Linked DNA regions of Zea mays: region 1 is linked to region 2. Evidence: chromatin contacts called from public Hi-C data. All regions are on one chromosome and are shown on one strand. Each heading gives the region's core, a stretch centred on a gene start, on an enhancer-like site or on the middle of the called end of the contact. The rest is flanking DNA. Distances are from core to core; before and after follow the strand shown.

Evidence for each region. A called contact is a pair of places that touch in the nucleus more often than the background predicts.
Region 1: a contact with region 2 is called in a Hi-C map of ear, with 2.1 times the contacts expected there. The contact joins the promoter of LOC103642022 here to the promoter of LOC100278968 in region 2. A contact is called at or near these places in 2 of 25 Hi-C or Micro-C datasets (ear and tassel).

What each region holds. Positions count from the first base shown.
Region 1 is chr10:142,889,202-142,894,487 of Zm-B73-REFERENCE-NAM-5.0, forward strand. LOC103642022 (protein NRT1/ PTR FAMILY 8.3) reads left to right here and starts at 3,975. Exons shown (of 4, transcript XM_008665334.4): 1 at 3,975-4,166; 2 at 4,283-4,373; 3 at 4,492-4,709; 4 at 4,813-5,286. The coding sequence starts at 4,110.
Region 2 is chr10:142,453,656-142,458,583 of Zm-B73-REFERENCE-NAM-5.0, forward strand. It overlaps LOC100278968, which reads right to left and starts at 3,495. Exons shown (of 3, transcript NM_001152061.1): 1 at 3,291-3,495. The coding sequence starts at 3,416.

The DNA.
Region 1 (5,286 bases), core at 2,725-5,224, 440 kb after region 2:
TCATCAAACAGACAAACACTATAGAAAAAATGTGGCTTCATACCTCTTTATACGCTCACCAAACACATATTTATGAGTTGTCGTATGTATTATATAGTTCATATAAAAATCGATATTATAATTACAAACAGGGTGGATATCTATATCAAACGACAAACGGAGCGTTATGGATTTTTTATAACTTACGGCGTGCTCGATAACCAAAAACAACCATCACCTGTAGCGTAATCGGTCACTACAGATCTCCTCGGTGGAATCACTGGTCAAATTTGAGAGCCTTATCCTAACAATGAAATAAAATATATACCTCGTTATGGTTAAAAACCAGAGGAAGTGTCACCTTTCCTAACAATGAAATTAAAATTTGAGAGCCTCTAGCGGTTGGCGATGCCAAGCGCCTGCGCTCTACGAGCTCTCGTCAGCTGATCTGTGGTTGTTGGGCTCGTGGGTCTTCAGTATCTGCGTCGAGTGGAGCACAAGCGAGTCGATCACGGCGCCCCAACTCTCCAGAACAAACGCCGCCGCACATCACCGTAAAGCATGACCAAGTTAAAGACGCCCCTCCTATCGCTGTTTCAAGCTAAGTTTCAACACACTCAGCCTATCCACCAACCGTCTTAGGTTTGGGATCTCTAGTCAATGCCAGTGTGGATCAGATTATCTGGGCTGGTTCAGGCTCAGTACACCTCTGAATGCACGCATGCGTCCGGTTTTTTTTTTTTTGCCAAGATTTGGATTTGGTGACACAGACCGTGAGATGCTACGTAATTAAGACGTGGCTGACGGCTGCGCTGACCAGGAGTTGAGAAGATTTTTTTCAAATCGAATCTTTCTGTCAATGCTACTGATGGAGCCTCTTTCTGGGATCTGATTATATGAACGACCGAACCTCTCAACAATCACATAAATAATAAAACTGAACCTCTCAACGACCACACAACAACGGTGCCGCCCTGCAGTCCAAACGCAGATCATGTATTTTGCCACGTGCTGGTAATACGGTTTTCCACACACGGCCACACAGGTAGAAAAAGTACGAGCTTGTGTACTTTAGGGGGTGTTTGGTTTTTAGGGACTAATGTTTAGTCCCTTCATTTTATTCCATTTTAGTATATAAATTGACAAATATAGAAACTAAAATAGAGTTTTAGTTTTTATATTTGATAATTTTGTAACTAAAGTGGAATAAAATGTAAGGACTAAAAATTAGTCCCTAGAAACCAAACACCCCCTTAGTTCGGTTTGAGAAAAGAAAAGTAGTTCTCGACAGGCATGTTTGGAAACTCTGTTTTTATACCATGGTTTACAATATCATAGTTTATTGTGTGACATGACATAATTATGATATATTTATAATTATGATATATTTTATATTTGTGCAATTCAACGTCTGTTTGGAGACACTTTATTTCAATTTTAGTGTAGGAGAAAAGAAGATTGTAGCTATGTGCTGTTATAAATGAATGCGACACAAAGAAGATCAATCACAGAGAAGACACAAATTTAACGTGGAAAACCCCTCTAAAGCGAAGGGAAAAAACCACGGGCGCCGGCCAGCAACTTCTCACTATTTTCGGGTGGTTACAGATCGCAGGAGATTTACAATTAAAATAATTATCATCTGCGGCTTACAAAGATATTTATAGAGGTGAAACGGCACAAGCCTCCCGCGCGACGGGCCTCCGCTTCGCTCGCCAACTTGGCTGCCTTCTTCAGAATTTAGATCACAAACTCAACAAACTCCACCTTGAGACAAATTCCTTGTAGCATCATAATAGCAAACTCCACCTTAAACAAATGCATCATCATCTTGCCGACGCCAACAGCCACTAAGGGCTAATTTATAATACCAACTAAGTTTGAGCATAGCTCAAACTTAGCAACAGAAACATGCTTTGTCATCATATCAGCTGGATTATTATCAGTACTGATCTTGCATACCTTCACCAACCCTTTTTCAATGATATCACGAACGAAATGATAACGAATATCAATATGTTTGGATTTCTCAGTAATCATCTGATCTTTGGTGAGATGAATAGCACTCTGACTATCACAATAGATGGTAATGCAAGACTTAATTCCACATAGCTCTGAATATATACCTTTCAACCATAAGGCTTCCTTAGTAACTTCTGCAATTGTCATATACTCAGCTTATGTGGTAGACAAAGCAACAGTATCCTGTAAACGAGCTTTCCAACTCACAACACAATCTCCAACAGTAAAGACATAACCTAAAAGAGATCTCCTCCTGTCTAAATCACCACCATAATCTGAATCAACATAGCCAACCAGACCATCTCCAGATTTACCAAAACATAAACAAGCACTAGAAGAACCACGTAGATATCTGAAATCCACTGAACAGCTTTCCAATGCTCTTTACCAGGATTAGACATATATCTAGCAACAACGCTCATAGCATGAGATAAATCAGGACGAGAACAAACCATAGCATACATGAGTGACCCAACAACACTAGAGTATGGAACTTTTGACATATATTCAAGCTCAGCATCAGTTTCAGCACACTGTTTAGCAGACAGTTTAAAATGAGGAGCCAACGGAGTACTCACAGGTTTAGTATTTTGCATGTTGAAACGACGAAGGACCTTCTCAATATAATTCTTCTGGCTCAAGTACAGCAGTCCAGACTTCCTATCCCTGACTATCTCTATGCCAAGGATTTTCTTTGCAGCACCCAGATCCTTCATATCAAATTCGCTACTAAGTTGTTGCCTTTAAAGCAGTGATTTCCTTCATGCTCTTGGCAGCAATCAACATGTCATCAACATATAGTAGCAAATATGTAGGTGATCCATCGCTGCGCTCCGGTCCAAGCCTCCCGGCGACGGGCCTCCGCTTTGCTCGCCAACTTGGCTGCCTTCTTCAGAATTTGGATCACAAACTCAACACGTGCAAGCAAAAAAACCTTTAGTCCAGACCTAAAATATTGTGGTATTAATAAAATCATGGTTTAAAAGGCATAATTTTTAGATATGCTCTCAAACGTCTTTTGGTCCAAAATACTATGGTGTGCTCTAATACCACGGTATTATCTTGGGACTAAGGAAATAATGGGTTTCTAAACAGGCCATGAGAGTCAAACGACTTGCTGCTGTGTGCTAGGCGGAAAGCAAATCGAACTAGTAGTGTCAGCTACTGTGAACGCCGGGAAAGAAGAGATGTCCGCGGAAAGAAGCGACACGGTCTCACCTGCAATGTTGGAGTTTGACCGTTATCCTATCTAGGCGGCAGCTGATGCTAAACTGTTAGTAGCGGACACGTTCTTGCACTCCTGGCAGCATGACTGGGCATGCGTAGCATCCTATTTGCATCGCTACTGGAAGTCTCAAAGTATGATGCTTGCATGACACTACCTGTCCTGTCAGTATAAGCAAACTAGGACGGGCCCGGCCGGGGGCAATTCTTCGAAGACAGAGTCAATGGTAACTCTAGTCAGGGTGGAGCTGAAGGCCACTGATTCTTGAACGTTTGTCAGAAGACACATCTTGCCGTCTCAGAAAACTGCAGGGGTGAATCCCCCCTGGTGCTAGCTAAGATCCATGCACGATGCGCCACCGGTCGACGACAGTGAGCACGGCCGTTGAGTGCATGGGCTAGTAGCGCCGATCAGGTAAATTAGGCACGATACGCTTCGCAGAAAGATCGGAGCAGTAGGCAGGAGGTTAGAAAAAGGTTACCGCGGTGACACGCCGTCGGGTACGGGGGAAGTGCAGATTGCATGGCGTGTCTTCAGAGCCGCCAACTCTAATAAAATGGCAATATGCTGCTTTGAATTGATCTCGCCCGAGTACAGAGAGAGTGTCACGCCGCTGGGGACGTCAGGGTCCGTGACGCCCGCCGCTTTTACCAGCTCCATCTCCCTGTCGCGTGCGTGCCGCTCGAGGGTGGCCGGTGGCCGCGTATATATAAAGCTGCGCTGCTTGCGCTCTCGTTCATTCATTCCCATCCCAGGCTCAGGTCTCCGAGCACGGCACACGACCAGTGAAGCCGCCCGCTCCGCGGCTTGCGAGCAAAAAGCAGGAGCTGGTAGCTTCTTGTAGCTCGTGGCCGGTAGCTTCTTTTAACAGCTGCAGCGGCAAATGGACGCCGGCGACGCCATGGAAAAGGGCCAGCGCTCGTCATCGCGGCTGCCAGAGGTACGCCGTACGCGCTAGCTCCAGGAGCTCCTATTCATTTTCATTGTCCAGTGAAGTAACATATACAGAAGCGTCCCCGCTTCCGTTTGACCGTTTGTACGCGCAACATATTGCAGAGGGGGGCTCCAAAGATTCAGGAGGAAAGCCTCACGGTGCCACTCATTCAGAACAAGAAAACCGGGAGCAAAGCACCGGCGGTGGTTCTAGGTGAGCTCTCCCTCTTCAGAGTTCAGACAGAGCCACCGAGACTGCTACTCTAGTTTCGACCTTTCTCTAGCTAGTATTAATACTAGCTGACAGACTGAACACCGAACGTCTTCTCCAGGATTCGAGTGCCTGGAGAGCACGGCGTTCAATGGCATCGGCACGAACCTGGTGGTGTACCTAGAGACCGTCCTGCACGGCAGCAACGTAGCCAGTGCGTCCAGCGTCACCTCGTGGTTCGGCACCAGCTACCTGACCCCGATCTTCGCCGCCATCGTCGCGGACACGTTTTGGGGCAACTACAACACCATCCTCGTCTCGCTCCTCGTCTACCTTCTTGTGAGCATATATTACTGCTATTTTTTTTCGATTCCAAATCCTAATCATCAAGCGAGCATATGCTTAAGCTTAGCTCTTTGCGATCTGGTCGGCGCGGCCGCAGGGCATGATGCTCGTCACCTTCTCGGCGTTCCTGCCGGCCACCGAGCTCTGCGGAGTCGGGCCCTGGTGCCACCCCATGCTCGGCTCGCGGAACGTGGCGTTATTCCTCGGCCTCTACCTCGTGGCCTTCGGCAGCGGCGGCGTGCGCGCGGCGCTGCTGCCGTTCGGCGCGGACCAGTTCGACGGCGACAACGCCGTGGACCGGGAGCGCAGGATGTCCTTCTTCAGCTGGTACTACATCTGCGTCGACTTCGGCATGATCGTCTCGGGCGTCTTCATCGTGTGGGTCCAGCAGAACGTCAGCTGGGGCCTCGGCTTCGGCATCGCCACCGCCTGCATCGCCCTCGCCTTCGGCGGATTCGTGCTCGCCACGCCCATGTACAAGCGCCGGATGCCCACCGGCACGCCGCTCAAGAGCCTGGGCCAGGTCGTGGTCGCCGCGCTCAGGAAGGCCAGCCTCAGAGTCCCCGCGGAC
Region 2 (4,928 bases), core at 2,245-4,744:
AGTAGGGCCTTAATGAACATCTGGATTCAGCAGAACAGTTCAAGCATAAGGAAGAAAAAAATGCAATGATTATCATCAGATGTTAAGAAAGAACCACACAGCACTCAGAAAATCAACTACACGATAGACACAACACAACCAACTTCAACAAACACATCAAAATTTAGTGAAAACAAGTGAGACAAAACATCAATAGTGTAAGTACCAGACATGTTTTCATCAAGTTAGAAGGATCGGCATGCTATACATGATAAGCATCATGAACAGCCAAAATCCTTGAAACAGAAATATCAAATGCTAAGACAGCAAAGGCCTTTTTATCTATCTTTATGGTCTGAGCAGCTTTCAGGGAAGTTTTATATTCGATTTTTAGCATTGCAAGACACTGCCATTTGTATGGATTAAATCGAATTGCATACCAGTGTTGAATAAAATGCAGATATATTTTTGTATTGTTGAGTTTGTGATCCAAATTCTGAAGAAGGCGTCCAAGTTGGCGAGCGAAGCGGAGGCCCGTCGCTGGGAGGCTTGGGCCGGAGCCCCCCGCGGTACGGATCGTTTTAGGGTTTCACCTCTATAAATATCCTTGTAAGCCGCAGGAGATAATCATCTCAATTGTAAATCTCCTGCGATCTGTAACCACCCGAAAATAGTGAGAAGTTGCTGGCCGGTGCCCGTGGTTTTTTCCCCTTCGCTTTAGAGGGGTTTTCCATGTTAAATCCGTGTCTTCTCTGTGATTGATCTTGTTTGTGTCGTATTCATTCATAACAAGTATGAATGGACAGAGCAGCATACCAGGCACTCCATTAATGAAGTTGTTGCAATAGTGGATGCATCACACGGTAGAGCAACAACAAACAAAATAGCATGCAACACAGCCCAGGTTGGCACTAACAGCAGCTACTCAAAGTTTACTCAAATTAATTATAACCAAGCAAGCTCCCATAAATTATGGTTCAAGCCTTATTCTGCAACCTGATCTACACAACACCAGCGTCAAACATCAGAATTTAGGGAAATAAGTGAGCAAAAAAACATTGATATTGTAAGTGCCAGACATATGTTTTTTACTTTTTTACAACTCTACGAAGGTTTGCAATTCTATATCACTATATGGAAATTTTGAACAAATTGGCAAGAGCTCTGCCTTTCAATTAAGAGAGAAAAAGAGTGTGTGCGTATGCCCAAAACCAAAAGTGCTCAAAAGCTCCCAGCACAATAAATCGAGTATGAAAGAGGGGGAACTCATCTCAGCAAACTAAACCAGTTGTCAATGATGTGCTCTTTTATGCATATCCATATTCTCCTTGATCTGCTACACGACCTGGTAGACCGAGGAAGGGTTAGTGTCAAAGATCCTTTGGTTGTGGTCTTTCCAGAGGTTCCACAAGGTGTAGATGACAAGGCCGTTGAAAGCTAGCTTGCGTTCTTTGGGAACGAGACGTAGGTTGTTCTCTCATCAATCGCCAAAGGAGATGAAGTTTGTGTGCTGAGTCACATCAGCCATCTCAAAGTGTTCTCATGAAGTGATTTGGCTCCATACCGCCTGTGCAAATGGGCAGGCGATGCATAGGTGGTATCCGGGCCATTGCAGAGAGCACAAGAGTCTTGGTGAGGGCGTGAGGCCATCCCCGATGAGTAAGGTTGTTGACCGTGAGGATTTTGTTTTGGATGAGAACTAGGTAAAAATTTTGCATGTGTTTCCCATGTGAGCTCGCCAAAAGATGTTTGTTTTGGATGACGACTAGGCTGAATTGGCGCTATACTATTCATCCGCAGCCCATTTTCAAGTGATTTTGTCTGTTATCCGGTTGTAAAAGGAACTCTGAATGGCCAAAGCAATATAAATTCTTCTGTTTGGGTTACTGTGGTGATCTTTCCCCTCAAAGTTCTGACACAGGTGCCGTTTGTCAGTTCCTGTTGGACTGTTTTGTTTTTCCTTCTGACCAAGTGGAACAGGTGAGTTGCTAGATTTCTTGGGGCCTCACTGTTAAGCCAACTATGCTGCCAGAATTTTGCTTTGCTTCCATTTTCGATGGCTACGATGGTGGAGGCATTGAAGAGGAAGCCACCTACTGCATTGCAGGGGACTTGTCGGCCCAAGGCTTGTCTTCCGCTGTCCACTATTGCCAAAGCCACCGAAGTCGAAGAGTTCTGCTAAACTTTTCTAGGTCCAACACTCCCAGACCGTCCAAGTCTTTGGGCATACAGACCATTGGCCAATTTACCAGACAATGACCACCATTAGCATTTGCATCTCCTTCCCAAAGGAAGGATCGATGAATCTTGTTAATTTGCTTTCTTACCCAGACTGCAAGCGAGAAGATCATTAGGGGATAGGTCGGTACAGATGAAAGGACTGACATGACTAGAATGTGTCGTCCAGCTCCATTTGGGAGCCTGCCTTTCCAGTCTGGCAGAGTTGCCGATTTTCTCGATGAGCGGTTGCACATGAAATTTTCTGATGGTGTGGGTGTGCAACTAAAGGCCCAAGAAGCGGCACGGAAAGTCCTTTTGAGATCCTTGAAAGGGCTCTAGGATGTGTTGGAGGTCCATATCTTCACATTGGATGGGGTATATGGCAATCATCACGAACAACCAAAATCCTCACAACAGAAATATCAAATTCTAAGGCAGCCCTGGTCTTCCAATCTATATTTATGATTTGAGCTACTTTCAGTGACAAATTCTATCTTTCAGCCTCGCAAAACACTAGCATTTGAGTAGTAGGTTAAATTGTTTTCCGTGTCCGTTGTGAATAAAGTGCAGTGCCGATATTTTTCACTGAACGGGCAAAGCACACCCAGTAGGCCAGCACGGCAACACTGTAGCATGTAGCTCCAGCGCTCTGGAAAAAAAATGATCGAGAAGTTGTTGCAACACTGGATGTGTCGCAAGGCAGAGCAACATCACACAAAACCTCATGCGACACAGACCAGATTAGCACCAAGAGCAACACAACCCAAAGGCTGCTCACTGCTCATTTTGAGCCCACAAATTACGCTTCAAGCCTTATTCTGCAATCCGATCTGTACAAATATAACGTCCAATTTGAGGAACCACACGCCCCTACCAGAACTTTAGCACAAAGAGGATAATATGATGTTGCAAGGAATATCACACATAACTTTAGCTAGATGCCAGTAGTCTAGGCGCAGCAACCAACAAGTCAGAGCGGTACCAATACCGGCGGGAGCCATACACGCTCGCAATCGCTACTAAAAAGCATCTGCACCAGTACGCCATACGGAATAATAAATGGCCGGAGGCAGGGGAGGGGGAGGAGCCACCTTGCAGAAGAGCCTGACGGACCCCACGGCGGCGCGCGGCCTGGCGCCACATGATGACGTGGTCGAGGAGGCGGTGGCGGGGGATGGTGAGGCGAGCACGAGCGCCGCTTCGGCCCACGCCGGCATCGCGTGGCGGGCGGGGAACGCGGAGGGCTCAGGGCAGCGAGAGCGAAGGCCTGGGCTGGGGCTGAGGAGCAGAGCAGGTGAGATTCCGTCGGCTGATTGGGTTCCTGAGTTTTTCTCGGCGACAGCGTGAGTACTTGAGAACAGGCTGATCTTTTTTTTTTTTTTGGGAGCGCGTGCTCCGCCTCCGCTTAACAGTAGTTCTCTAATACACTTCCTAAATCAACAATTTAAATAATTAACACAAAAACTCGTCTCCAACGGTTCTCTAAATAAGCTTTCTAAATTTAACAACTTTTTATCTAACCTTGTTTCCTCTCTACATTTGATAACCATTTAGCAACTCCCTAAACAAAAATGTTTACTGCATTATATAGATAATGAAGGTAATTGATGATATTTGTGACTTTATCTTTTTTATGTGGATAGATACAAAACAAAATTACAACCTATATTAAGAGAACTATTGGAGAACTCACATTTTTGTACTCCCAAAGTTATTTAGCAACTTCTTAAATCTGTGATTTAAAGAGCTAAAATTTATATAACTATTGGAGTTGCTCTTAGCTCCCTATCTCTGTTGTGCGAAAAAAATATTTCTCGCGGCGATCTCAGCGAACGCATGCAGTCCGTTTTCAGCATAGATAAATTCAGATCTCCATCCTCGTTTAAATTTAATTATACTTCATTCGATATTAATATAAAATATTATCATTTATGTAAATTGTTAGATGTAAAAATCATTGTGAACGTTAAAATGAACATATTTATATACGGTTGATCTCTTGATAAATTAATTAATTATTTTTATTATTAACTATTATATAAAAGCATCCTCACATGTAATTTTAATGGATCCAAAAGGAAAACGGGAATGAGAAATGCTTCTTCATCCTCGTCCCTATCGGATGAGAAGTTTTCCTGTTTACATCCCCGTGAGAAAAAAAATTTCTTCATCTCCATCTTCTAATAGAGGAATTTCCCCGAAAAATCGAGGCTCAGATCCCCATTGCCATTTCTATTTCTGACTGTTGTGGTGTTGTCTACACATCACGACACACCATACCTACTACTGGGTGAGGAATGGAAAATAATATAATATAGAGTAGTTAGTATAGGGTTAAAATATGGAGTAAATATGACTGCGGATGATTATGATATAGAGTAAAGAATTTTAATGATAAAGATAAAATATTTTTTAATATAAATTTAGAGTTATATGACCGGATGTATCATAAAATAGCCCTGCAGTGGTCGACTATATGATATGAAGTCTTGCACCCTATTTCTTCTCTGCCGAGCGGGCTCCACCTGGACAACCACCCCAGGCGAGCTCCTGCTGTCTGCCGCAGGGAGGCGGAGATAGGGGTGGATATCGGCTGAGTCGAGCTGGTGTCTCGGCTCGATTCGTTAAGAAACCGAGCCAGAGAACCAGTTTGACTCGGCTCGTTTGCGAGCTCGAGCTGGCTCTTTTAGCTCGCGAGCCACAACAAAAAAATACATATATATATACAA